Regions from separate parts of the Anser cygnoides genome. Here region 1 is linked to region 2. Evidence: chromatin contacts called from public Hi-C data. All regions are on one chromosome and are shown on one strand. Each heading gives the region's core, a stretch centred on a gene start, on an enhancer-like site or on the middle of the called end of the contact. The rest is flanking DNA. Distances are from core to core; before and after follow the strand shown. Region 1 overlaps EDC3 (enhancer of mRNA decapping 3). Region 2 holds the start of CSK (C-terminal Src kinase).

Region 1 (5,031 bases), core at 761-3,260, 34 kb after region 2:
AACAAAACACAACAAAAAACACATTTCCTAGCTATAGGGGAAATAAGTACTTTATATTTCTTCCCTAGGCCAGTCTTGAAGATGAGTGTCTTAAAAGAGCTCTGGCTGACAGACTAATCGTTCTGTCTGCTGTAATCACACAGAGTGATGCTGCTTGGTGGTTGACAGCGAGCTAATATCCAGCTCTCGTCACCGTGGGAGAGGAGAAAGGTCTGTGGGATCCTCGCATGCTCTTTTATGCTGTGTTTCCATGGAGCTCGGAAATAACCAGAGCCGTGCAGCAGGAAAACCAGCAAAGTGCTGGTGCCCGTCCTCCAAAAGCCTAATCTGCAGGGCTCCCAGCCTGCGTGGTGGCTGCCGGCTGAAAGAAGCCGAGCCGTGTGGGATGTAAGCAAAGCTTGACAGGCACTTGAGTCCCTCAAGATGCTGTTCTGAGAGCTAATTTTGTGGTGCCAGGCAGTCAAGTGTGTGTGCTAGTATGTGTTCGGAAGTAGAACAGTAAGTCGTTAGGTCTTCTGAGGCTTTTGGCTCAAACTCAGCACTGAAGGTTGGATGAAAGCGGCTTGGGTTCGTGTTTCTTTGGGTCCCTTTGCGATTTTTCTTTCTTAACCACACACAGGTTAACACGGTTATCCCTGACAGCCTGCAGTTCAGCTGTCCTCAGCAAACAAGAACTTGGGAAAGGTAGTTTTTCTTCCCTCCTTTGGTTGCTGTCTGTTCACAATGTTTTGTGCCTGAAATGATCCTGGAAATGCTGAGGGCTGCTTGGTCCTTCAGTGGATCCCCTCTTCGCAGGCCGTGTGCCATCCTCTGTGGCCTGAAACCTCTGTCTGGCCGAGACAAAGCATGGTCAAACTGGAGTCTGAACACAGAGCAAGAGGGCAGCTTTCCTTGCTGCCGCCTGCTTTCCTGGCGAGGGAAGGGTGAGTTGTGCAGGGGGAATGGCAACAATGGGCACGAGAGGGCCGATGTGGATTCCTGATTCAGCACACCCCCAGCTTCAGCAGCGTGCTGTAGGCTACCTCGGTGTTCCCACGGTGCGAAAGGCTTTGGGGTTTGCCCTGCTGACTCGAGAAGGTGATGCTGGGACGGACAGAAAGAGGGGAAGCAGTGCTGGCTGTCTGCCCGGAGGTCTGGAGCCACAGGGAAAGGATTACGGTGGAGAGAATGGGAGTAGAGGTGGGGATCTGCTCCGAACGTAAATGACAGCTGGAAGCTGAGAGCTTGGCAGTTTTCTGGTCGTGACCGACTCGTGCCCGTTCCTGGGGGCTCCACGTGTGACTGGCTCCCCGGTATTTCACTGCTCTGTCCTCTCTGGGGCTGGGGCCTGTTATCTGTCTCCCTGTTTACCATTATGCCACGTTGAAAAGGGGAAGTGCAACTGTTTAACAAAAGTCTGCCTCCCTGGCAAGGCCAGTTGGTGATGCTTTTATGAGGTGTGAGCTGTCTCTTCTGCTCCTGGAGCTGTCTAGCTAGAGAGCTGAACCGTGGGCTGGCAGGGGCCTCTGTCCTGCTGCTGGCTGCCCGCCCTGACACTAGCCGTGGGGTCAGGTCTTCCAGCAGTAGCCACAGAGCCAACGTTCTGTGGGTGTGTTGGAGCTCAGAGGAGTTCCTGGCAGGATGGAGCGTCTCGGTTCGCCATCGGTGACTGTGTAATCTCAGGCATATTGGGCTCTCCAAACTTTCCTTTTGCACTTTCTCTCTTCTTCCCTCTTAACTGTGTTTAATCACCGCTAGCACACGCCACGTGCGTGCTGTGGGCTCCAGCTCGCGGTGATTAAACTGAATCAACATCTCCCTCGTCTCCCATCAAACTGGGCTGAACTCCTCACACCCCGCAAGACCCCATCTTCCTGCTTTCGCACAGGTGCATGCAGTGGGCTTGTACCTGAAGCCTGGCTTTGCGAGCAGTGGATGTTGCTGAAACAGCACCTTCAGGGGCATGCCGGGATGAGTAGAGGATGGCCGTGTGCCAGGTGGAGGAGGTATTCGTTTCTTTCCCTGCAGTGCTGGCGAGGCTTTGTCCGGAGCAGGCTTTCTTCTAGCTAACGCTGGTGGTGTGGAATGTGAGCTGTTGCCATCGCAGTGCCTCTTCTGGAAAGTAAGCGGGATTTGTTTCCAGCTCAGCTGCAAGAGAAACTTGAGCTATCAGTTTGTCAAGTTCAAGCTCAAATATCAGGCCAAAAGTTGATATTTGTTTCTCTGTGCTTTCCCTAACCACGCTTCAAGCCTGTCCTTCAAGAAACTCCTTTTCCACACAGTAAGGAGACGGAGGAGGAAAATGCGTGCGTCGGGGCAGATCGGTGCAGCGGGGCCGGGCTCCGGAGCTGAGGCTGGTTCTGTCCTGTGACAGAGGCAGCGTGGCTTTTCTAGTGCCACGTCCTTTCTCTTAGCTTTTAGCTCTTCAGGCTGTGGATGGATCGTGGATGTGTGTAGTGTTTCGGGATGTCTGAGTAGGGTGCAGGTGAAGTTAACTTCATCCAACCGCAGGACAAAGCAAAGCAGTTGTGGGGCGAAGCTTCTGCTCAGCCCAAGCGGATTGTGCATTGATGCTGGGAGAGGTTACGTTGGGATGGCAGCCAAAACTTCCACAGAATTTGTCTTAAGTAAAGATAATGACGATTTAAAAAAATCAGTCTAGCCCTTAAGGTTGTGGGGGAAATGATTCCCGTTTGGAATAATGTGTGGGGCAAGTAACTGTTTTCCTGAGTCCGCAGACAGGTGGCTCCAGCCCCGCAGCCAGCATGGGGCAGCAAACAAACCAGGAATATCCCGTCTGCCCCAAGCGCACACGGGCTGTACCCACCTCGTGTCACTGCTGCTTAGTCCTGCTGGCACGGGGGTGGTTTTCCTCCAGCTGGTGTGCGCGTAGCGTGGCATGGGGGAGCCTGAGGAGGTAACTTGTTCGTGCTCAGGGCAGAGTGTGCCCCGTAAGCCGAGTGCACTTCGTGTTCAATCGGGCCTCAGCAATACCCTGCGTGTCACAAAACTGTTTAGTCTTTATCTTTCTTCCAGGCAGCTGTAAAATACATTTATTTAATATTAAAAGGCCTGGGCTAATTTATTTTATTACCTTCATTACCAAACAATAAAGATGCACTGTCCAACCCAAACATAATTAAAGTTGGCAGGAGTTCAGTTCTGTTGCAGCCGTGTTATTGTTTGTGGGTTTACACGTCGCCTCCTTGATTGCTTTCTGCCCGAGTTTATTTAACTCCCTCGGCCGGGCTCTGATAAGCCAGTCTGACTGGTCGGCCCTTGCGTGAGTGCAGAGAAGGGAAGTTCTCTTGGCATTGGAGCCTGCTCCTGAGAGGGAGCAATTAGGACAAAGTGTAGCACAAGCTAAATGCTAAATACAAGTCCATCCCGCGCCAGTAAGCCCCTTTGCATTAACCCACTGGGCACCGGGTTTCCTCCGGCTGGTGGGAGCTGTGAAACCTCGTGGTGCCAGGGGAGGGATGTAGGGAGGGGTGCGAGTGGCTGGAGAGGAGGAGCTGGAGATGGTCGCGCTGCACCAGGTAGGGAAGGATCGAAAGCTGGCTCCTCCGCCTCCTCGCACAAAGCTTGAGCGGGGAATTGGAAGGCTCCCCTCTGGGGGTCCCTCGCTTCGTGTCAGCAGAGGATGTGCCTCGCCAAGCTCCCGGGCGACACCCTGACCTCGGGTGGCTCGTTCCGAGCCCTCCCTCCGGCTTGACGAGCACGGCCCGGGGAAGGAGCAAAAATGTGAATGGGAACGAGCCCGAGCTGAGCCTTGCGTGACTCCGGAGGCTAAGAGGGCGTGTGAACGGCGGGCAGGTGCGTGACTGGTGTGACAGGCTTAGGATTATTAGTGGCTTATGACTCCAAACGTTCGGCGGCTGCTATCAGGAGTCTGAAATGACTTTGATAATGTGTATGCTTGCATGTGTGCTGCGTGTAATAAAAGATTATTAGCAGAGGTAGCTTAATCGGCTGTTAGCATGCAAGGTCAAGTGTTTGAACACGTTTGGTCCCTCCGTGGCTGCAGGGCCCTCGGCTGGTGAGCTCAGAGACGAAAGCCGGAGGGATTCAGCGGAGCAGCTAGGCGGGATCTACTGTTATCTCGCAGGGATACCCGCGACGTGGCTGCCACACGCTCCGAAAACCTCAGGATGCACAGAACCCGCCGTTGCTGCGGCAGCTCCGCTTAGTGGTTTGTGACCAGCACCCCGAGGAAACGTGGCAGTACAAATGAGAATCCTTTGCAATTAAAAATGCGCGTTGCCTTTCTCATTTGAATGTGGCAATTGCTTGTTACCACTGGTTCTCATGCTCTCTTTCTGCAAAGGAGCCCGAGCCTGCGAGTAACTGTTAGGTTTCCTCTCAGCGGATGTGCGCGCTGTGGCTGTTCCCCTTTGAACTCGTATCGCTGCAGAGCATTTTCACTGGGCCTTTATTATTGCTGTGACTCCGCTCAGCTCTTCTCTCTGAAACGTGAGCAAGGAAGTCTTGCAAAGAATTTCCAGCAAAGCGAGGCTGAAACAGCTTTCTGCCTTCGCTTTTGTAAACAACCTGCACCGTAACGCAGTCCAGGGCACCGAAAATGCCAGTAAGGTCCCAGTTCGTGCTGATTTTACAGGGTGAGCAGCTGGTGGTGCTCTGCCATTTGCCTGAGCTGCAGCAGAAGTCTGAGTCCTGAACCTTTTCCACCCGTTGTGCCCGTCCCCCTGCACGTTTCCTGCCTGTCCCGCGGAGCAGGAGCTGCCAGCCTATTTCCCAGTAAACCCAGAGCCCTCGCTCAGCTGGACACTGCCGGGGTTGCCTGTTTGGCTCAGAGCAGTGCTTGTGAGTGACCCGGGCAGACAGAGCCATGGGGTGGTCTTTCTGGCAGCTGTGTGCGCCTCCTGCACGTGGAGGAGCTGAGCTGCACGTCTCCCTAGCTGGGAGGCGGTCAAGGACCCCCGGACCTTGTGGGAAGATGCGCAAGAGGAAGAACAGCCTGTATTTCTGATCCCACACAGGGGCCAGTTGTCAAACACAGGGTGAAGCAGCTTCGGTATCAACTGCTTTGGA
Region 2 (4,665 bases), core at 270-2,769:
CCAGCAGAACGCCTCCCCGCGCTCGACCCGAGCCTCTTTAAACTTCAAAAAAAAACCAGCAGCCCAAAAACAGACAACATCCTCACTCTCTCCAAGAGATCTTATCGACTGTTATTACAAGTAACACCTACGATTACCATAATCGAAAGAAAAACGTTCCTCCTTTATCTCATCAGCGACTTGGCTGCGCTCTTGCAGACGGTTTCGCTGCTCCAACTGCCTGGGCACCGAGCGGCGGGCCCCGAGAGAGGAAAGGGGGTGTTGTTCCTTTTCTATTTGCTTTTTTTAAAAGAGAAGAAAAAAAATGAGAGAGAGAGAGACACGGTGTTGCTGTCAAACCACAAAAGGCGCCTGGGGGATAGTCAGGGGCAGGTGGAGGCCCTGTGAGCGCTTGAGATGCTGCTCCGAGCCTCCGTGGCGCAGCACGGCGGGGGTTTTCCTGGTCTTTTTCTCCTGCAAAATTGGAGTGGTGTCACCGGACCCGATCGTCCCAGAAATTTCTGATGCTTGGTGGTGGTGGGGGACAGATGGATGGACGGCACGGGATGGCGTCCCGCGGGGTTTATCGCGACGCCGCTCGCTGTCGCGAAGCTTCTTGCTGCATCGCTGCCATCCCTTCGCTGCCCGAGCCTCCACTCCCCGTCCTCAAACTCTGTCCGTGGCGGGGTGGGATCCCCAGGGACCTCCTCCATCCGCAGAGCCTTTGGGATGCTCTCTGGGATCCACGCCCGCGGGTGCCTGCGCGGCTCCGGAGGGGACGAAGCGAGGCCGGTGCCGTCCGAGCAGAGGCCGGCAGCCTCCTCCGCCTCCCCAGACGGAGCTGCAGCCCCGCTGCTCTCGACGAGCCTCGCGGGCGCCGTGCGGGGCCGTCGATAGCCCGCCACCGCCTCGCCGACCCTTCACACCTGCGCCGCGACGCCCGGCGCCCCGCGACGCCCAGCGCCCCCCACGGCTGCCGAGCGGCTCCCCAACACCCCGCCAGCGGAGGCTCGGCCTCCTGCCTCCCCCCGGCCTCCGCACGGCTTGCGGCCCCCGGCAGCCCCTCTCGGCTCCCCCGGGGGCCAGCCCGCAGCCCCCCCCCGGCCCCCTGGGGACCTCCGGACCCTCCCCGGGCTCCCCGCGCCCAGCGGAGGCTGCCACCCGCCGCCGCCTCCGGTGATGCTCGGCTCGCCGGGGGGGGGTCCCATTGTGCCGAGGCCACCCCCAGCCCCGCTCCCGCCCCCGGGGGGGGCTCCCCCGCTTCCTCCCGCCCCCCCCCCCGCCGGTACTCACCTCCCCGCGGAGGCCCCGAGGGAGGGGTCGAGGCCGGGCAGGGGGCCGAGGCCGGGCAGGGGCTCAGCCCGCCGCCGGGTACTCCATGCGGCGCCGCCGGGGGCCTCCGGGCTCGGGGGGGGGCGGAAGGGGCGGAGGAAGGCGAGCGGCAGCCCGGCGGCTCCCGGCCCCGCCGAGCCGGGGCCGCGGCGGGGAGGACGGAGGCGGGGAGGCGGGGAGGCTCGGCCCGGTCTGGGGGCTCGGGGGGGGGCGCCGAGGGGACGGGGAGCGGGGCCTGGGGGCGCGGGGGGGTCCGGCCCGCTCCGGCCGGGGCCTGGCTGGGAGGAAGCGGCGGCCGGAATCGGGGAGCCCGGAGCACAGCGCCTGCGCCGCGCCCGGGGCCGGCCTCCGCCGCCGAGGCCCCGCCGCGCCACCTGCCGGGCACCGGCACCGCCGCCCGGCCTCCGCCGGCACCGGGCCGGGGCTGCGGGAGGGGGGCTGCGGCTGGGCGCCGCCTTCGGGCGCTTCCTGCAACGCCTCTGGTCTCCTTGCATCGCCTTCGGTCCCTTCCTGCGTTGCTTCTGGTCCCTGCTTACCTCGCCTTTCATTCCCTCCTGCATCAGCCGGTTTCCCTTCTCACACCGCCTTCGGTCCCTTCCTACACCGCCTTCACCCCTTCTTACACTGCCTTCTTTCCCTTCTTCATTGCCTTCATTCCCTTCACCCTTACTCCCTTTATCACCCTCATTCCCTTCTTCGTCACTGTTATTCCCTTCTTACATCGCCTTCATCCCCTTCTTCATCACCCTCATTCCCTTCTTACATCTCCTTTGCTCCCTTCTTACACTGCCTTTCATCCCTTTTCCCTTCACCTTCTCTCCCTTCTTACATCGCCTTTGGCCTCTTCTTCATCACCATTGGTCCCTTCTCACATTCTTTACTCCCTGCTTATGCCACCTTTGGTCCCTTCTTCATCACCTTTGGCCCCTTCATCGCCTTGGCTCCCTTCTTGCATCATCTTCACTCTTCCATACATCATCTTTGCTCCTCCATACATCGTCCCCCTGTGCTCTGCTCTGGTGAGGCCGCACCTCGAGTGCTGGGTTCAGCTTTGGGCCCCTCACTACCAGAAGGACATGGAGGTGCTCGAGAGAGTCCAGAGCTCCTGGACTCTGTGGCTCCTTCTCACAGATAACCGACATTAAGACCATAGGGGATGGCTGGATGCGTGTACACGTGGGGGATGAGAGCAGCCCCGCAGAAAAAGGTTTGGGGGTTCTGCTCGGTGTCAGGCTGGATCTCAGTCAGCGGTGTGCCCTGGCTGCCAAACGCCCAGCCGTGCCCTGGGGCTGCAACAGGACCCGAGGGAACGGCACGGAGCTGTGGCAGGGCAGCATTCTGAAAGAAAACGAACCAAATTAAAAAAAAAATCAAAGAAAATGGGCCGATTCGCAAGAAAAGAGATGCTTGTCACTTCCTGCCCTGTGCGGCGAGGCGCCGTGGCCATGTAGGGCCAAGCAGGAAGCCAGGGCACAGCGCTCGCAGCCCCCCGGGACCCCCCCACATCCCGGGGCTCGTGTCCTCACTGGGGTGGGCACCGGGCTCTGGTGGTCACCGAGGGGGCAGGAGGGGATGGGGGGGACACGCTGGCTCTGGGGACATGGTGCTGGCAGCTCTGCCTGCAGACCAAGAATGATGCCATCGTGCCGTGGGGGATTGCCGTGGATTTCCCTGCGCCGAGCACATTGTCCCCAGCGATGCTGAGCGGGTGCAGGACGGGTCCTGCTCGCCTGCATCACTTTTTCGCCACTGGTTCCTGCCCAGCCACCGAGCAGAGCGGTGCTGGGAGGAAATGAAAGCGGCTCGTGTGTCTGCCTGCACCAGAAATGCAGCCGCGGATGCAGGCACAGACCCGTGTGGGATCCTCTGCACCCTGCCCAGGGCAGAAGTGCTGCAAGAAGAGCGAGCAACTCACCTACAGACTGAAAAAAGACACCAAATCCCCAAAGGAAAGCGAGCCCGGCTGGTCCTGCAGCACCCAGAGCTCCAGGGGCGGTGGGGATGTGGGATCCAGACCCTGCCGGGTTCCCCCTCCCCAAATGAGCATCCCCCCAAAAAAAACCCCAGCGCAGGAGCCCGGCCTTTCGGGGAGGCAAGCCGCCCCGTGCGCACGCAGCGCTGGTGTGGCAGGCGCCACACGAGGGCGTTCACGTCCCAAAGCCAGCGCAGAGGGGACAGGAGCGCTCCGGGAGGGGACGAAAATGCTTCAGGAGCGCCCAAGCGATTTGGGATCCCGCACCGCCCTGCCTGGTGCTGCGCCCTGCTGGCATTCAGCCCTGGCCCTCGGGGGGCTTCTCCCCCATTGCTGGCCCCCAAATCCCTCTTTGGGATTTTGCCCTCATTTCAAAGCCTCCCCTCGTTCCCAGGAGGGTGTTAATTAAACAAGAAAGGGTTGGGGACGCTGCCCTCAGACCCCGCTCTGGTTTTGGGGACCGGCGGCGTCCCCGTCCCCCACCTTTCTCCCCTCCTTTCCTCCCCCCGTGGCTGGGGGCTTTGCTGTGGGGTTCCCCCCGTGTCAGATTTGGGGTGCAGGGAAGGGGAGGAGAGGCAGGATGGGGGACAATCCCCACAGCCCCCCTGTCTCGGGCAGATTTGTGACATCAGGGGACTGCCGGCAGTCTCGGGGACAGGCAGCCAAAGGGAGGTGTCACAAAGGTGGGTGACACCTGGGGAATATGCTTAATCCCCCAGCCAGGTTTCAGCACCCTCTCCAGCTACTCAGAAGCTGTGGTTTTATTCCCCTTTGGCAGAAATTTGCAAGTTAGGCCATTTTTTACAGGCACCCAGGAGCTAATCCCCGTGGGGAGGTGGTTGCTGCTAACAGCTCTCCTGGGTATGAGCAAACAGCTGAGGGAAAGAAGGAGCCAGCGGCAGGAAGACTGGAAATAGGTTGGAAATATGGGATGGGCTTTTAACAAGGAGGGTCACTAAGTGTGGGAGCAAACCCTCTGTCCCCTTTCTCTCCCTCTAAAGCAGGACCCACAGTTTCCCACTGCAATTTAGCTCCTCAAAGAGTTTCCATCCCTGCTGGACGTGTCCCTGTGGCTTCCAGGGACCTCCGCCGTTGCAGGGGGACCCGGAGTGGAGCTGCCATTGCTCAGCCTGCTGACTCACTTTAAAACCTCCCATAAAAGCAAGTGATAAAAGCTCCCCCAGCTTATCATGGTTCCGGTTCCCATAAAGAAATCACGGCACTTGCAAGCTACCTGGGGAGTAAGCGGAGGCTTTAATTGAGGAAGATCATTAGGGAAGAGACAGAGATAGGGGATGTGTGCAATCAGGGCCGTCGTGGCAGTGATCAATGGATCTGCTTATCAGGAGCTGGTGGGGAAGGGGAGGAAGGGGAGAGTGTGT

What was found. A called contact is a pair of places that touch in the nucleus more often than the background predicts.
Region 1: a Hi-C map of granulosa cells shows a contact between it and region 2, with 2.2 times the contacts expected there. The contact joins the enhancer-like site here to the promoter of CSK in region 2. A contact is called at or near these places in 5 of 7 Hi-C or Micro-C datasets (fetal liver, granulosa cells and liver).

Annotation. Positions count from the first base shown.
Region 1 is chr11:12,962,586-12,967,616 of Taihu_goose_T2T_genome, forward strand. The region is part of intron 4 of EDC3 (enhancer of mRNA decapping 3); the gene reads left to right. Among named protein-coding and RNA genes, the nearest start is that of EDC3, 16 kb to the left of the region's middle. Within about 2 kb of position 2,011, at least 1 of the 3 cell types and tissues checked has open chromatin away from gene starts, as enhancers often do.
Region 2 is chr11:12,928,700-12,933,364 of Taihu_goose_T2T_genome, forward strand. CSK (C-terminal Src kinase) reads right to left here and starts at 1,520. Exons shown (of 13, transcript XM_067003785.1): 1 at 1,273-1,520.